Linked DNA regions of Sus scrofa: region 2 is linked to region 1. Evidence: chromatin contacts called from public Hi-C data. All regions are on one chromosome and are shown on one strand. The core of a region is the stretch at or near the end of the contact, and the rest is flanking DNA. Distances in the headings are between cores, read along the strand shown. Region 1 holds the start of S1PR1 (sphingosine 1-phosphate receptor 1). Region 2 overlaps LOC106508363 (a long non-coding RNA gene).

Region 1 (4,327 bases), core at 401-2,900:
CACAAAAGCAGGCATAAAGAACAGCAAAGCTGCTTTGAGAGAAGGAATTTGGAATGGATCAACCTCCATGTGATGGGCATCAGATGGTAACCTCAGTGAGCCCAGAGGTAAGGTAGGAACACTGAGCTTGCCTTCCAGGCAGGAGTGGAAAGGGAGCTGGGCTCACAGCCCAGAGATAGCTCAAGGATGCAACTCTTGGGGACTCTCCTGAGAGTAATGGGAAGAGATATGTGTGGGAACCAGAGGCTTGAAACTGGCAAGGAAGCCTTTACTGTAAAGAACGTTGTTGCCTTCTTTCTAGTTTGGCCAGGGTGGTCATCTACATTTTATATCTCATAGCTGTCTGCTAAGGATGAATTTTGCTAAGTCATCATCTGCAAAGTATTTGAGCTCTAAATACTGAATCAATATTGCATCTTGTCCTTGTCACCAGTATTCACAAGAAAAGGACTGACTTCCACCAACACAATTCTTTGACATGGTTGAGGTTTATCGTGGTGGTTGGGAGAAATGGTTAAGAATCTGCAGCCCATCTATGGTCAAAGCCCACACTAATCAAGTTGCTTAATATGTCTGGGATGCAGTTTCCTCGTTTGTAAAATCAGAATATGCACAGTACCAACTTGTAGGGACATGGTAAGGATTAAATATGTGAATATGTGTAACACTTGCGTAGTCAGGAAACAAATGGTTTTACAAAGACTTCCATTGTCAAGACATTGTATCACAGAGAACCCCCTAACTGTATACTGAAGGCATTTGACATGGCATTTGCAGTATTTAATTTTTGGAACCAGGAGTTCCCCTTGTGGCTCAGTGGGTTATGTAACTGACTAGTATTCATGAAGACTCAGTGGGTTTGATCCCTGGCCTTGCTCAGTGGGTTAACTATCTGAAGTTGCTGTGAGCTTCGGTGTAGGTTGCAGTTGAAACCTGGGTCCTGAGTTTCTGTGACAGCTATAGCTCCAATTCGACCCCTAGCCTGGGAACTTCCATATGCCATGGGTGCAGCCCTGAAATGCAAAATGAATAAATATGTAAATTCGTACACACATACATTTTGGAACCTAGCTCAGCCAATCACTAGCTGTGGATTTAAACTGTCTGAATTTTCCTTCATCCACAAAATGGCCAACAATGCTTGCTTCACAGAGTAGTCGTGTTGAATTCCATAGTTTATCACATGTCTGATACAGTCTGGGTTGTGCAATTTACTTTAGTTCCTTTCCCTTTAAATTAATGGATGGGGTGAAGGGTGCCAGCTTCATCCAGCATGTTGTGCTGAGTAGACAGGATATCTTCCCTTTGAAGTGAAATACGGCCTCAGACCCAGAGTTGCTTCTAGAGTCTAGAGGACCGTTATTTTAATTTCTACACGGTCGGCACAGACTGTTGTCAAATTTGCGGTGGGTGTGTGCTGGCTGCAAGACCGTTGATGATGTCTTTTGGGACAAGTGTGTACTAACTGTCATTTGATTTTTTTTTTTTTTCCCCTTTGCAAAGTCATAAGATCCCAGAAGCCAGTTGTTTATTCTTTCAGCCTCCTTCTGAGTCATTCAGGTACAGGGTGTGTCTGTTCTGTGTCAATTGAAACTACCCGACGGAGTTTTGCGCTCACATCTGCCGGCATGGGAAGCCGGTGAGACCGCAGACTGGATGGGAACTGGACGGAAACGGTCCTTGCAGCAGGAGGGCAGGGCAGAGGTGCCTGCGCTTATCACCCAGGCAGAGAGGACAAGGCCGCCCCTCAGTCTTCTGTTCTGAAGTCGCATCCAAGAGAAAGAAGGGAGTGAGCTAGTGTGGGCACTGAGGTTTGGGGCCCTCCCAGGTAGAAGGGGAGAGAAGGGCACCTGCCCCCCCCCCTCCCCGGGCTGGGTGGCAGCAGGCCTAGGCTGGTCTAGGCCTGGCAGCATCTTTCCCTTCGGAAACCCCTGAGCTGCCCAGGCTGTTGAAATCTCTCGGCCCGCAGCAGCTGCCCACCTCCTCAAAGGCCTCCCCACTGGCCAGAATCTGGGACACAGGGCCTGATTTTGCGCCCAGCTGAGTGAGGGGAACCCCCACCTCACACCTCGCCCAGCGCTGGCCCATTTCCCTCTGCGCCCCGCGAAAGCCACTTTCTGCCCCTCAGACCGCAAGTTTCCAGGCAGTAGCGACATAGGGGTGAGGGGTGGAGGTGGGCAGAAGTGCAGGAACCCGTCCGGGCCGTTGTCCCTTCTAGGCTGCTTGCGTCCCCCTACCTCTCCTCCCCAGAGCGCGGCCGGGACGCGGCGGGGACGCGGCGCCACTTTCCTCTGTCTGCACCCGAAGCGGTCCCGGGGACGCCTTGCCACAATCTCGCGACTCGGGTCCCCCCAGGGCTGCGGGGGGCGGTGGGGTGGGGGGAGGAGCGTCGAGGGGCACCACAGACGCCTCTGTTCCCTAAGACTTTTCTGCTGAAAAGTTTCCAAAGGCTCTTCACCTCTTCTCTTTTCTAAGGCTCAGAGAACGGTCCCCACCGCCTGGGAGTGGCGGCGAGCTGGGCGAGGACCGTGATTTATACATTAGAGTCCAGGGGGCACGAGGCTCCGCCCCCCTTTTTTCCTCTTTTAGCTGCTTGTGGGGGAGGAGGGGTTCTTTTTGACTGTGCGTGTCTGTGTTTCTGCTCTAGATCTTTCCTGGACAGTAGTCTCAGCGGCAGAGATCCGGAGGCCACCCGTCGCGGGCGGAGGACGTGGGGGGGGGAGGGCTTGAGGCACTCACCGCCTCCCGGTCCCTTCCTAAAGAAGCCACTCGGCCTCTGCGGGGCGCTCGGCGACTTCAGCTGGCCGCGCTGGCCATTGGAGTGTGCGGCTGAGGAGGGAGTAAGTTGAGAGCGCAGCGCAGTCAGTCCCGGGCAGCAGCTGCAAGATGCCGAGCGCGCAGTCCAGACCCGAAGCTCCGCGAACGCAGCTTCGTCCCGCCTGAGCCAGGTAGGGAGTGCGCGCGGGGCCGGCGCCGACCCGGGCGCACCGGGAAGCATCGCGGCCGGACGTCTCCCGAGGCTGAAACAAATTTTTAAACCGGAACGAAGTAAAACAAACACTTTTAAAACATTCGTCTTTGGATGCTGAAAACAGGCATCTCTGGAATACTAAGGAAGGAACCCAACTCCGATCGGATTGTTTTTGGAGCACTTGTGCCTCTAAAAGTTTGGAAAAGGGTCAAGTCCCCGTGGCGGAGCCGTCTGGGGTTAGGGGAGAGCGGAAGCTGCGGTGGGCTGGAGGAGAGGGAGGAAAGGCTCGTATTTTGGGAAATCCTATAGACAAAGAATATGGCAGGAGGGGTAAGGGCATAAACTTGCCCTGAGAATGAGCAGGGTGTGGAATTAGGTGTGGGAAACGCCGGGCTTCTGGGCTCCAGCAGCCTCTGCTGTCCAGGAATTGCTGCGACTGCTCTCACCTCGATTACTCCACGTTTATCGCATTTGCTACTTTACCTGGAAGCATTTAAACAACGTGCGGGCAGACTTCTAATCAGTGTCGTGCTTCATTCCCTCCGCACTTTCTAGTTCTATGAGAGGAGGCAACGTGTTGAGGGGAGGGCTGTAAATAAAATTGCCCGCGCTAGCTTAGCAATGCACCGCCAGGCGTCTGTTTGTGTGAGTTTCTGGAGAGTAATTTTGCACTAGGAATTTGGAATGTAGTGGCATGTATTGTTATCATTGGTAGTTTAACTTCTCTTTCTCTGTGTGTGTTTTGGCTAAACCCACAGTAACTAAAAATACTCCTTTTGCAATCAATGAATCTACGAAACTTCTGGGATTTATTGCAATATCTTGTGAATTATTTGCACCTTTATATTTTCTTGCACTGGCTTGCAAGAAAAAAAAAAAAAAAGAAAGAAAAAAAAAGTGGAAAGAAAGGCAGTTGCTTCACGGAGGCGCTAAGCTTTCCTGTTTATCGCAAAGGCCAGGGCGGGCTTGGCTGCCCACACCATGCTGCGCCTTCGGACCCTAAGCACACCTGCTCGTAGAGAGTTATTAATAGAGACCAAAAAGTGCTTACGCTCTCAAAGGATTTTCGTGCAAGTCTACTTTCTTGCATGGCAATTAGAAGCTGGTTTTAGCTGGGTGGTGGTGGAGGGCAGAGGTGTGCGTCTCCGCCCTCACACTGGTGGTTGGGTCTCTTGGAAGGGGCGACTAGAAGCTGGTGGTGAGTCTGCTGCTGAACAAGTGAATGCTTCAGAGAATCTTTCAGCTGGAAACCTGGTGGGAGTGGGAGCAGCGTGGGGCCGTAGGATTGAGGGGGTAGGAGGGGAGTTAAACGGAGCTCGCTTCTCCAGTTTTCCCATTTCCATTTGAGTGAATGTG
Region 2 (4,117 bases), core at 285-2,784, 140 kb before region 1:
CTGAGCTGCATCTTCGGCCTATACCACAGCTCACGGTAATGCCAGATCCTTAAGCCATGGATCGAGGCAAGGGATCGAACCCGAAACCTCATGTTTCCTTGTCAGATTTGTTTCTGCTGTGCCATGACAGGAATTCCTAAAGTGTCTTTTTCATGCATCTTTGTATTTCTCCTACATTTTCATTGAGTCTGATGTTTATTTTGTTTATATGTTTAGCTTACACAGTATAGGCAGAATGTCCCTAATTTTTTTCAGTTAGATGTTAGATAAACTCACCATACATAATTTTCAACTTCACATTTTATTTTTCTTTCTCAGCCGGGCCCATAGCATATGGAAGTTTCTAGTCTGGAGTTCAAATCCAGGCCTCTCCTATGACCTATACCACAGCTGCAGCAAGGCTGAATCCTTTAACCACTGTGCCAGGCCTGGGATTAAACCTGGGATGCCTCAGAGACACCACCATAAACTTAACCCACTGCACCACAGTGGGAGCTCCACAACCTCATATTTTTTTTTTTTTAAAGTTTTAATTAGGGGAGTTCCCATCGTGGCACAGCAGAAATGAATCTGACTAGGAACCATGAGGTTGTGGGTTCGATCCCTGGCCTCCCTCAGTGGGTTAAGGATCCAGTGTTGTCATGAGCTGTGGTGAAGGTCGAAGACACGGCTTGGATTCTAAGTTCTGTGGCTGTGGCGTAGGCCAGCAGCTATACCTCCGATTCAGCCCCTAGTCTGGGAACCTCCACATGCCACTAGCGCGGCCCTAAAAAGCAAAAAAAAAAAAAAAAAAAAAAAAAAAAAGTTTTAATTACACAAAGAACTCATTCACATGGCTTTAGGGACTCAAAGTTAATAGGAAACAGCAGTAAAAATGTCCCTCTCATAAAATGTTGTGATCATCATCTTCCTTTTTTTGTTCTCCAAGGTGCCTCCTAAGGGTGGTTTTTTCAGTGAAGCTGTGGTATACGCACTGCAAGAATGTGATGCTCATGATACTGGAATGACCAAAAGATATGAGTATGACTGTCTCTTGGGAGACGCCATCGAGGGCAGTGCCATGAAACATGAGAATCTCTGGGGCACCACAGCATTGTAACTCAGGAGCTATGGCTTTGCCAACACTACACAGTCCTGTCTGATGTCCTGTAGGCGGCTGGGAGTACATACATAGGTATGTATTGTAGGCACCTTCCGTCACTATCCTGTTTTTGGAGAGTCAACCATTCTTTTTTGTATTTTTAGGGGATTAAATAATTTTGTAATGTAGTGTGACTCTGAGCATGGCAGATGGCAGAAAAATACAATATGTTTTTAAAGAAATACAATTTTATTGTGTTTTGAAATCCCTTTAGATGTTTTCTGATACAACTCCCAGTGACTTAGTTGCAAAGTCAGCTGTCCCAGATGTGATATCTCAGTCCCTGTTAATCTTTTTATAAATTCTTTTGCTATTTTGTAATCTTGTGATTCATGTCTATCCTTAAGTGTCCTTTTGCCTTTATGTCCATTTGTCTTTATGCCACTTTTTCATGTTTCCGCCTCAATTAAAGAGAAACCGTCATTCACAGAGCAGCGGCTTAAGCTCTGCCTCTTTGCTGATTCTCATCATAGAAATTACCCAAGTCTCACCAGACCTGCACCTTGAAGAGGGAAGATACCATGAGTGAGGGTTTAGTCCTAACTAGAAAGGTTAAGGTTAAAAAAGAAGGTCAAGAAACTTAGTTGACCCACAAACTAAATCTTGCTTATTAACCAGAGTGCCGTGGTGTATGCATTATAATAATGTGAATTTATCCTCTATTATTTTGAATCAAGAATACCACGTTGGAGTTCCTGTCCTGGCACAGCAGAAAAGAATCTTACTAGCATCCATGAGGATGCAAGTTCGACCCCTGGCCTTGCTCAGTGGGTTAAGGATCCAGCGTTGCCGTGAGCTGTGGTGTAGGTCGCAGACGCGACTCAGATCTGGCATTGCTGTGGCTGTGGTGCAGGCCGGGGGCAACAGCTCCAATTAGACGCCTCGTCTGGGAACCTCCATATGCCCCAATAAGACAAAAAGACAAAAAAAAAAAAAAAAAAAAAAGGATACAGCATCATATACCAGAGAGACTGTGTTGTACTAACATATCGCATATCATGCATAGAGTTACAGCAGGGGTGCCTAAGACCTCAGCGAGGGTCGCAGAGGGTCGCAGACGGAAAGAACAGTGGATTAGAAATAAGGAAGACTCCAAGTCTCGTCTCAGTTCTGCCGATATTACCTACGTGTGTTTGAGGCCAATTGTTTAAATTCTCTGGGCCCTGGCAAGAAAAGGGGAAAAGAAGTAGAAGGCACACCCAATTCCTTTTTAGAGTATGATCCAGAATTTGCACGCGTGACTTCTGCTCTTGTGCCTTTGGCCAGAGCTTAGGCAATTGTTCACATGTATCTGGAAAGGAGGCTGGAGCGACATGTGGTCTGTAGCTGGACCTTGTAGGATTTTATTACTAAAGGAATTGGACTTTTGAAGGACAACTCCCAGTCTTAGTCATTGTCCCCTCTTATCCTCCCGTAAAGGCTCTCGGCACCTTCCTTCCTCTGCCCTCGAGCAGTTTTCTGCATACGCCAGAATTGAGTCAGATGGTCACCTCTAGATGTAAGGAAGCCAAGGAAACAGGAAACAGGATTTACATGATTGGCTTTGACCAATGTTTCCCTAAATTTCTTGGTTTGCTGCTCCCTTGGGGGTCTTGGCAGATTTTTTTCATGGTGCCAAAAGAAACACAGAAAAGTTCCATTTACGACTTGGTAGCCAGTTGAATAAAGTGTGCCCATAAAGTGAAAGAAAAGTAGTATCTTTTTCATTTTTAAATAATCACATTTTATTAATGGGTGTTATTACTTTTGGGGGGCTCCACAACTTCTCAAACATTGGAATCAGATTCGAGCATGCCGTTTCTTGTGCTACATGCTTTTCCTGCCATAGTTTCTTTGTTTTCTAGTCACAGCAACCACTGCAAACCCAACTTTGCAATAATATGGCACAGTCTAAAGCAATGTAGTGATCTAGTATGAAAACTGTACCTAAACTAGTAATCTGTTTGCTGTCCAACAGATGTTGAGTCCCGCTGTGTTTCCCTTGAAAATTAAACTATGTCGTGCCCCCAGTGAATTTGCTTTGGCACCCTTGAAAACTGAGCATGCAGTTTGAGAATCCTTGATTTAAACTAATCATGATCCTTTCTTGGAGGCTGGAGATACTGCTCCCTGTAAAGAATTAGGCTTCTTTTAGAGAGGAAGAAGAGGGAATGGAAATTATTTAGGAAACTAATAATTTCTGCCTCGGTGTGCTTCAACCAGACTATGTGCTCTTGTAGGTCAGCGACCACAGCTGTTTTTACGTACTGTTTTAGGAATAGCACAGTTCTTGGTACTTAGAGGGAGCGCAGTACGTATTTATTAAATGAATAATTATATGATCAACAGTATGGCTAATTCTCTTAGCCGTAGAATGCCAGCTTATAGGAAATTGGTGGCCTATACAGTGAGCCTCTATGTAAATTCAAGGGCCTGGTTTATGCCTTCCTCATTTCCCATAGGTCAGAGCCCAGCAAGTAGTTGGCCTATTGTAGGTGATGGAAAAGGGTTGGTTGGATAAAGGAGTGCATGTCTTAGTGAGAGCTAGTTCTGTCTCCAAACCCTTTACAAAGGAGTTTTATTACACTGATGATGAAAATGCTTATTAGTGAGCTCTCATATAAATGCCCATCCTGATTGCCCATAAAGAAAAATAACCACTCCATCTTATCACGGTGGATCTAAGGCTCTCTTTGGTTACCACAGTCACCACTAGAAAAACTGACAAAAAGAGAAAAGCAGAACTTTTGTGAGATATGAGAAGGACTTTTTCTGCAACAGTTTACATTGTCGGCAGCTAAACTATTTCACAATCCAGGATCATTACGTAAAGATTGGAAAGTGACTTTTTAAACAAGAGCCGTCTCACTTTATAAGTATGATGGCTATTTGAGCAAAAGTTGTCTTTCTCCTTTGTCTGGTGTCCTCCGCTCAGATTTATTTTTCGGTATTTCCGTGTTTTTATAATGGAGAAAGCCATTCAAGCTTTTTGCCCTT

The links. Hi-C and Micro-C count contacts between places; a contact is called where the count stands out from the background.
Region 2: a contact with region 1 is called in a Hi-C map of subcutaneous adipose tissue, with 1.6 times the contacts expected there. The contact joins the enhancer-like site here to the promoter of S1PR1 in region 1. A contact is called at or near these places in 3 of 5 promoter capture datasets (fetal liver and liver), 8 of 47 Hi-C or Micro-C datasets (embryonic fibroblasts, liver, psoas muscle and 2 more) and 1 of 2 datasets of contacts at active chromatin or transcription factors (skeletal muscle).

What each region holds. Positions count from the first base shown.
Region 1 is chr4:117,067,047-117,071,373 of Sscrofa11.1, reverse strand. S1PR1 (sphingosine 1-phosphate receptor 1) reads left to right here and starts at 1,650. Exons shown (of 2, transcript XM_021090128.1): 1 at 1,650-2,948. LOC110260372 (a long non-coding RNA gene) reads right to left here and starts at 2,325. Exons shown (of 2, transcript XR_002343565.1): 1 at 2,238-2,325; 2 at 859-1,760.
Region 2 is chr4:117,204,413-117,208,529 of Sscrofa11.1, reverse strand. It overlaps LOC106508363 (a long non-coding RNA gene), which reads left to right. Exons shown (of 7, transcript XR_002343569.1): 2 at 929-1,174. Among named protein-coding and RNA genes, the nearest start is that of DPH5, 63 kb to the left of the region's middle. Within about 2 kb of position 1,534, at least 5 of the 83 cell types and tissues checked have an H3K27ac peak or open chromatin away from gene starts, as enhancers often do. A contact at or near this core is called in subcutaneous adipose tissue, where this site is marked.